2 separate regions of the Xenopus laevis genome follow, and region 1 is linked to region 2. Evidence: chromatin contacts called from public Hi-C data. All regions are on one chromosome and are shown on one strand. The core of a region is the stretch at or near the end of the contact, and the rest is flanking DNA. Distances in the headings are between cores, read along the strand shown. Region 1 holds the start of ciao2b.L (cytosolic iron-sulfur assembly component 2B L homeolog). Region 2 overlaps cdc42bpa.L (serine/threonine-protein kinase MRCK alpha).

Region 1 (4,185 bases), core at 594-3,093, 130 kb after region 2:
AGTAGAAATATGCACATGAGATAACAATGGACAAGTCTGGGGGGGCAGGATAACAATTTACTCAGCCGCCAGCTTTTATTTTTCAAATTTTAATATACAAACTAGGGTTCACCTGCAGATCCCATTTATGTACCCACCTTAAACCTTTCCGGCAGAGAGCGCAGGAGCTTTACTTTAATGGAGAGGCCGATCAGCGTTGCCATACTGCAGTGTGGAATGGTTGGGGTAAACTCGACAGACACCAAGTTCTCCTCATCACTTACCTGCACAGTAACAAACAAACAAAACTCACAGTAATGGGGAAACTCACACAATGAATGAGCCCTCCACAATGGGAGTCTAAGGACCTCACACTTATAGTGGTCACAGAGATTTGCCTTTAGAAGGATAAGTGGAAATACTATGTAAGTAAAAATGTAGGCGGGGTGCTGCTAAGTTATTGGAGAACATGATGATAGATATAGATAAATACAGACAGACATCACATCATGTTGATATGCTGGAGGTCAGTTCACAGGATAAAAAATAATTTTCACCTTCACTCGAATTTCTTCAACCACGTTTAGTTCCTCCAGTGTGAGTGGATGTTCGGGGTCATTTATACAGCGAATCAGATGTACTCGAATTAAGGGCAATGGAAGGGAAAGCAGACAGTATGCACAATGAAAACAACATATAATCGACCAAGGGTTAAAGGGCCAGTATGTCCAATGGTGAATATTTGATTCACTGTTACAGGTTATACTGTATCTGTGTATCAGTTCATTGGAAATTTCCAACGTGTGTGTGATATATATATATATATATATATATATATATATATATATATTTCTTATAGATGGACCCGCACTTCAAATTCATGTGAAGAAAAGGCTTTTATTTATTACTCGTGCATCCTAAAAAAATAAAAGGCATAAATAAAAGCCTTTTTTTCACATGAATTTGGAGTGCGGGTCCATCTATAAGAATTATACATTTGAATTTGACCCAGCACCCGCAAACAGAAGTTGGAGTTTGAGTGCAGGTACCATCTGAACATATGGAGTTATATACATCACAGCCAATACAAAAGGTGAGGAAGGTCCTGCGCAAAGGAGCTTACAAATGAATGGAATAAGACACAAGGTGTGGGAGTGGGCAAGATCAGAATTAAGTGAGTGAGAGATGTAGTACTGTATGTGGTATTGCATTGGGGAGAAGCAGAATGAGGGTAGGCTTCTCTAAAGAAGTGCGTTTTAAGAGATCTTTTGAAAGCAGAAAGGGCAGTTGCTGGGGTAGATGGAGAGGGAAAGGGCAGGTGGAGAGGGAAAGAACAATTGCTGGGGCAGATAGAGAGGGAAAGGGCAGATAGAGAGGGAAAGAACAGTTGCTGGGGCAGATAGAGAGGGAAAGGGCAGATAGAGAGGGAAAGAACAGTTGCTGGGGCAGATAGAGAGGGAAAGGGCAGTTGCTGGGGCAGATAGAGAAAGGGAAGATGGAGGGGGAGGGCAGTTGCAGGGGCAGATAGACAATGACGGGTCAGTTGCTGGAGCAGACAGGCTGCTGCTGAGTATAGAAGAGAGAATGGTACTGGGGGAAGGAAGGCTGCAGGTAGGGAGCTCATTACTATACTGGGGCAGCTGAGGAATCGGTATGGGGTGAATGTGACTCTATGCCAGGAATACAATTTACACATACAGGGAAGGATATCAAAGATCTCCCGGTCATCGATCCTGTCCGTAGCGTCCTCATCCTCCTCCTGAGCAGTAACCTGCCGCTCCCCCGCCCGTCGGTAAATGAGCGGATTGGCGTTCTCCAGCTGACTTCCTCCCACCATCACTGAACCCTTGTACCCTTACCAGGACTGTACCACTTCCGTCAAGGCCAACCCGTGCAAGAATTGGTTCCGTCCGGCAAAATCCTACCTATTGGCCTACTCTTGAGCAGCGAGCCAATCGCCGGGCGCTACAATTCGATTGGTTCCTAAATCCTCCCAATCAACACCTGCGCCAAAGAAGGGCGGAAAGTGTGAGCTTGCCATGTTTTATTCTGGCATATTGGACTCGGCATTTATAGGTTGCTATGGTTTGACCCGGAAGCCGGAAGTCTTACATAAACGATTCAATGGTATGTTGGACAGTATGTAACATAAATGTGTCATTGTCTGACGAAGAGCGGCATAAAGACATCTCCATTTTTTTTATAGATTTTTTTATTACACTGAGATGGTAAAGAAAGTCTGGGAGTGCTGAGATGAGCAACTGGTGTCTGGGCTGAGAGCTCTCTAGTGTTAAACATCACCATTGAACAGTCTCTGCTAATGTGTTTGTCTCAGCCCAGGGGGGCAGGGTTTGAACCTTTCATGGAAAACAACTCTGGCTTTTATTATTATTATACTAGAGATCTGTGACACTTATAGACTGAAGTTCCTTCGCTTTATTCCTTTTTGTATTATAAGGCTAGGGCCACACAGAGGCCGAAATCAGCTTCTAATTATCCAGTGGATTTCATCTATCTGATTTTGGCCCCGTGTGGCCCTAATCCAATGGCTGTGCTTAGTTACCAGAAATAAGACTGAGCAGAACCTGATCCTCCCTGTGCTACATGGGACTAAACTTCACTACACCATCATGATCTGATGTTACACAAAGTAGGGCCACCTTAGCTAATAACAAGGTTACAGATAAATAGAAACATTGGGGTAACAGTCACCCTGCTATAGTTCCAGGGGTACCCAGGGCACAAATGAGCACTCACCCCAAAATTCACCCTAAATGGCCTTCAGTCTGGGCCCCCTTAGCTCATAACAAGGTTACAGATATATAGAAACATTGGGGTAACAGTCACCCTGCTATAGTTCCAGGGGTACCCAGGGCACAAATAAACACTCACCCCAAATCTCCCCCTAACTGACCTTCAGACTGGGCCCTCTTAGCTCATAACAAGGTTACAGATATATAGAAACATTGGGGTAATAGTCACCCTGCTATAGTTCCAGGGGTACCCAGGGCACAAATAATCACTCACCCCAAATCTCACCCTAACTGACCTTCAGACTGGGCCCCCTTAGCTCATAACAAGGTTACAGATATATAGAGACATTGGGGTAATAGTCACCCTGCTATAGTTCAAGGGGAAGAGGTAGTGAACAGGGGCTTTGCAATACCTGGGAAACCAGTAGCATCTCCGGAACAGTCTGTGAACTGGACAAAGAACCATCAGTGAATATATAGTGAATAAAGTACCCCCTCTTGTAAAATATAAGGATATTATAAGTTACCGAGGAGGCCGAGTGTTTTTATACAGGTCATGGAACTCCGAGGTAACTTATAATATCCTCATATTTTACAACTAGGGGTACTTTATTAATTATAATACACAAATTTTAGTGAGTCATGTGACAGAAATTACATCACTACTCACCGTTTATAACTGATGACATCACTACTCACCGTTTATAAGGATATAATTTACAAGATATTCATGGCTTTTGTGTATTATATGAATATATACAGACACTAGCCGGGAGTCCGCAAGGCTCAGGATACAGAGAGCAACACTTTGATCCAAGGCACCCAGAGACAGATTATCAGGAGGTAAACAGTATAAATGTGCCATATATTGAATGGTTGTGTAGTCATAAGGCTGTTGTAATGCACCTGTGTGACTAGTCTGCCCAAGCCATCTTTCACCTTTAAATTAACTTTTAGTATGACGTGGAGAGTTATATTCTGAGACAATTTGCAATTGGTTTTCATTTTACGAGTTATTTAGCTTTTTATTCAGCAGCTCTCCAGTTTCCAATTTCAGCAATTTGGTTCATAGGGTCCAAATTACCCTAGCAACCATGCATTGAACTGATTAAGAGATTAGGATATGAATAGGAGATGCTTCAATCGAGAGATGAGTAATAAAAAGTAGCAATAATAATACATGTGTAGCCTTATAGAGCATTTGTTTTTTAGATGGGGTCAGTGACCCCCACTGGAAAGCTGTAAAGAGTCAGAAGTAAAAGGCAAATAATTAAAAAACTATAAAAAAATAAATAATGAAGACCGATTGAAAAATTGCTTAGAACTGACCATTCTATAACATACTAAAAGTTAATTTAAAGGTGAACCACCCCTTTAAATTACATTTCATGTAATGCTCATTTGTACCAGAGTGACACCTAGTGGCTGTTGGTGGAACTTACACTTTTATACA
Region 2 (3,849 bases), core at 145-2,644:
ATACAGGGAACTCTGAGTATCACTCATGTATTATAAGGGATAATGTACCCCCTACTGAAAATGATAAGGATATTAGAAGTCACTGAGGGGTTGTTCTGTGACCATATAAAGGCACAAGGCTGCAGGCTGAGTTATACAGGGAACTCTGAGTATCACTCATGTATTATAAGAGATAATGTACCCCCTACTGTAAATGATAAGGATATTAGAAGTCACTGAGGGGTTGTTCTGTGACCATATAAAGGCACAAGGCTGCAGGCTGAGTTATACAGGGAACTCTGAGTATCACTCATGTATTATAAGGGATAATGTACCCCCTACTGTAAATAGGGGTATATTAGATGTTTACTAAGGGTTCTGTGACCATATGAAAAAAAATTCAACATTGGAATGTCTATGGAGATGCCCTGTGCAAATATTATTGCCAATAAGAACTACTGCAAAATATTTTGTGCCTGTTTGGTACATTTTGCCCCCTAAAAAGCAGCAATAAAGTAATCTAGAAAGCTATAATAAAAAACAAATACCAGACTTAAAGGAAAACTATACCCCTCAAACAATGTAGGCCTCTATAAAAAGATATTGCATAAAACAGCTCATATGTAAAACCCTGCTTTCATGTAAATAAACCATTTTCATAATAAAATACCTTTTTAGTAGTATGTGCCATTGGATGATCATAAATAGAGAAATGCCATTTTAAAAAATAAGGGCCGTCCCCTGGGATTGTATGATTCACGGTGCACACAAACAAACTATACTTGCTAGAGCCAATTAACAGACAGAGTTGTGTATTTTGCTTCCACACTTCTTCCTGTTACAGTTAGAGTTGCAGTATTTCTGGTCAGGTGATCACTGAGGCAGCACAGAGACCATCACAAAATGGTGGTTCAAGGCAAGAGATGTAAAATGGCAATATTTACTTAAATATATACACCAGTTTGATATGATTCTTTAATATACCACTTAATTTGATATAAACCATCTGTTGCTCAAGTATTCATTTTGGGGTATAGTTTTCCTTTAAGGGGGTAATTTTCTCATGCAACTTCACCTCACATAACCACAGATGGATGCTGGAACACTTACAGCAAGACAAAGGAACGGCAGGCCACATTAGTTCCTGTTGCCGTGACCTTCGGCCCTGGTAGTCGACATAAACCCCAACGCTGCTAAAACACAGCAGGTATTCCTTATTTGAGATTTCAACTGCACAAATGGCGTCCGTAGGTTGCTGCGTGATGAAAGACAGTGTGTGGTCGTCTGAATGGAGAAGGCTATACGGGCTCCCTTCAGCGTGCAAAGGATACAGAATAAATCCCGACTGAAAACCCACGCACAGGCGCTCGTTAAAAATACCCATCCACTGAACATTTCCCGGAACCTGGATCTCCTTGATCTTTTTGTGGCGTGTCTTGCTTTGGTTGAGTTCATAACAGAGAACCTGTCTTTTCATGGACACGCATAAGCACGTGAGGGCCCCGTTGCGCACCTGTCCAGATACTATGCCCTGGCAGCCTTTAGTTTCTACCAGTTTATAAAACTCTGTCTCTCGCCCATCCAGGGATATCATGGGGTAAAGCCGGACGTGGCGGTTCCTTCCGGATATCACTGCAATGAGCTGCTCGTAGGGGATGAGCTCAACCTGGTGAACTTTCTTGTTATCTCCAACACGAATAATCTCTATGAAAGGATGGAGAAACATACATGAATATAGCCATAGAAAAGGTCTGTAATTAAATGGGATAGTCTCAAAGGCAGATGTAGTGGTCATGAATGCTACAGTACATTGGATCAACGTGCACGAAAGCTTAATATATAGAGAGGTACTATGGTACTTCTTGGGGATTAAAGGAACAGTTCAGTATACAAATAAAAATTGGGTAAATAGATAGGCTGTGCAAAATAAAAAATGTTTCTAATATAGTTATTTAGCCAAAAAAGTAATGTATAAAGACTGGAGTTACTAAATGTCTAACAGAACACAATGTCCTGCTTTTCAGCTCTCTAACTCTGAGTTAGTCAGCGACTTTAAAGGGGGCCACAACTGTTCAGTGCATTTGCAATAGATCCTTCACATGCAGCTCAAATTCAAAAGCAACAGTTATGACCTATGTACCCCCCTCAAGGCTCTGATTGGTTACTGCCTGGTAACCAATCAGTGGAAACCAAGAGAGCTAAAAAGCAGAAAGTACATTTCTGTCTATTATGTTAGACATCCAGTCACTCCAGCCTTTATACATTACATCTTTGGCTAACTAACTATATTAGAAACATTTTTTATTTTGCACAGCCTGTCTAATTACCCAGTTTTTATTTTTTATACTGAAGTATTGCTTTAAAGAGGTGGCACCCCAAACCTGAGCGACCATGCAACAACCTGCCCATAGGCCTAAACTTGATTTTTGCTATGAAGTACTCTAAAGTGGAAACCAGTGAAGTGGAAGGAAGTACCTACAGGAGACCTGCTTATAATTCTGAGACGGTGGTTACATTTTTCTAAAACAAAGGACAACCACAGCCCATGTTATCAAATCTCAATCTGTTGCCATCTTGTATCTTACCGTCTTTCGTGACGTGTACAACAAACAGTCCCTCCTCATTGCCCAGTGCTATTCGTTCATGATCTGCATCAGGAAAGAAACAAGATCATAGATATCCAACGTGAGTTCAGGTTTGTTTGGAATGCATTGATGTGCAAAATAACCCCAGGAGCCCAGTATTACCCAATATAGCAGCCGACTGAGTGTTCTTGATGAGCGGCAGAGTGCTGTCGTAGGCCTCTTTAGGGATGTAGACTGCCCGGTCTTTGAGCTTGTTCTTCTTCAGGATCCGGTGCAGTTCATTCAGCACTCCCACCCACTTGCCCTTCTCACTCTCGCTGTCAGCCAGGATTAGGATTGAGCACTTGTTGCTTGACGCTGAGAGCTGAGAAGCTGTTACCTAGAGAGGGAAGCAAAGAAAACAAGTTGCAATCAAACAGCATCTCCATATACCTGATCTGATTATGTCCCATGGGGTGGTTATAAGTAAGACTTGGTTAATTATACATCATTAGAACAACAGAGATTTAATTAAAGGGGAACTATTGCGAAAATAAAAATTTAATACAAGCTTCCTCATACTGAAATAAGAGACTTTCTAAATACATTCAATTTAATATTCTGCATCATTTCAGAAATAATCAAGTTTATCTTCACTATTCCTCTCTCAGCATTGATTTCTCTTTGTTCTGTCTTCTTGCAGCAGTTGGGTGTCAGATATTCATTGACAGTTAGATTCAATATATCTTTAGGGGAGGCTCCTTTCCTAGCAGATGAATTAGAGCTCACTCAAATAACAGATTCCAGTACAAAAAAAATCTAACAAAATAACTGCCTTTTGCACAAATCCTGCATGTAGAGAGACATGATGTCTGGTGATTTTAATAGAGTGAGCTCTAATACATCTTCTAGGCAAATGGAGCCCCCCTATAAGATATATTTGATCTGTCAATGAATATCTGACACCCAACTGCTGCATGAAGACACAATGAAGAGAAACAGATGCTGAGAGAGGAATAGTGAAGATAAACTTGATTATTTCAGAAATGATGCAGAATATTTAAGAAACTTTCTAATTACATTTTTTTTTGATAATTTCAGAAACAGTACAGAATATGTAATTTATTATATTTAGAAAACGTCTTATTTCAGTATGCCGAAGCTTATATTTCATTTTCGCGATAGTTCCCCTTTAAATTTTCATTTTCGCTATAGGTTCCTAGCAGATTATAATAAAAACACTTGTCTCTTTGACATTTGTTCAGGTGATGCAAGTATTCGATAATTTTTTTACACAACTTGCCTA

Evidence for each region. A called contact is a pair of places that touch in the nucleus more often than the background predicts.
Region 1: a Hi-C map of the XTC cell line shows a contact between it and region 2, with 2.6 times the contacts expected there. The contact joins the promoter of ciao2b.L here to the enhancer-like site in region 2. A contact is called at or near these places in 2 of 4 Hi-C or Micro-C datasets (the XL177 cell line and the XTC cell line).

What each region holds. Positions count from the first base shown.
Region 1 is chr5L:18,567,269-18,571,453 of Xenopus_laevis_v10.1, forward strand. It overlaps ciao2b.L (cytosolic iron-sulfur assembly component 2B L homeolog), which reads right to left and starts at 1,844. Exons shown (of 5, transcript NM_001095363.1): 1 at 1,690-1,844; 2 at 537-616; 3 at 138-263. The coding sequence starts at 1,816.
Region 2 is chr5L:18,435,682-18,439,530 of Xenopus_laevis_v10.1, forward strand. It overlaps cdc42bpa.L (serine/threonine-protein kinase MRCK alpha), which reads right to left. Exons shown (of 40, transcript XM_041562571.1): 30 at 2,727-2,943; 31 at 2,565-2,627; 32 at 1,090-1,683. Among protein-coding and RNA genes, the nearest start is that of coq8a.L, 82 kb to the left of the region's middle. Within about 2 kb of position 1,395, at least 1 of the 7 cell types and tissues checked has an H3K27ac peak or open chromatin away from gene starts, as enhancers often do.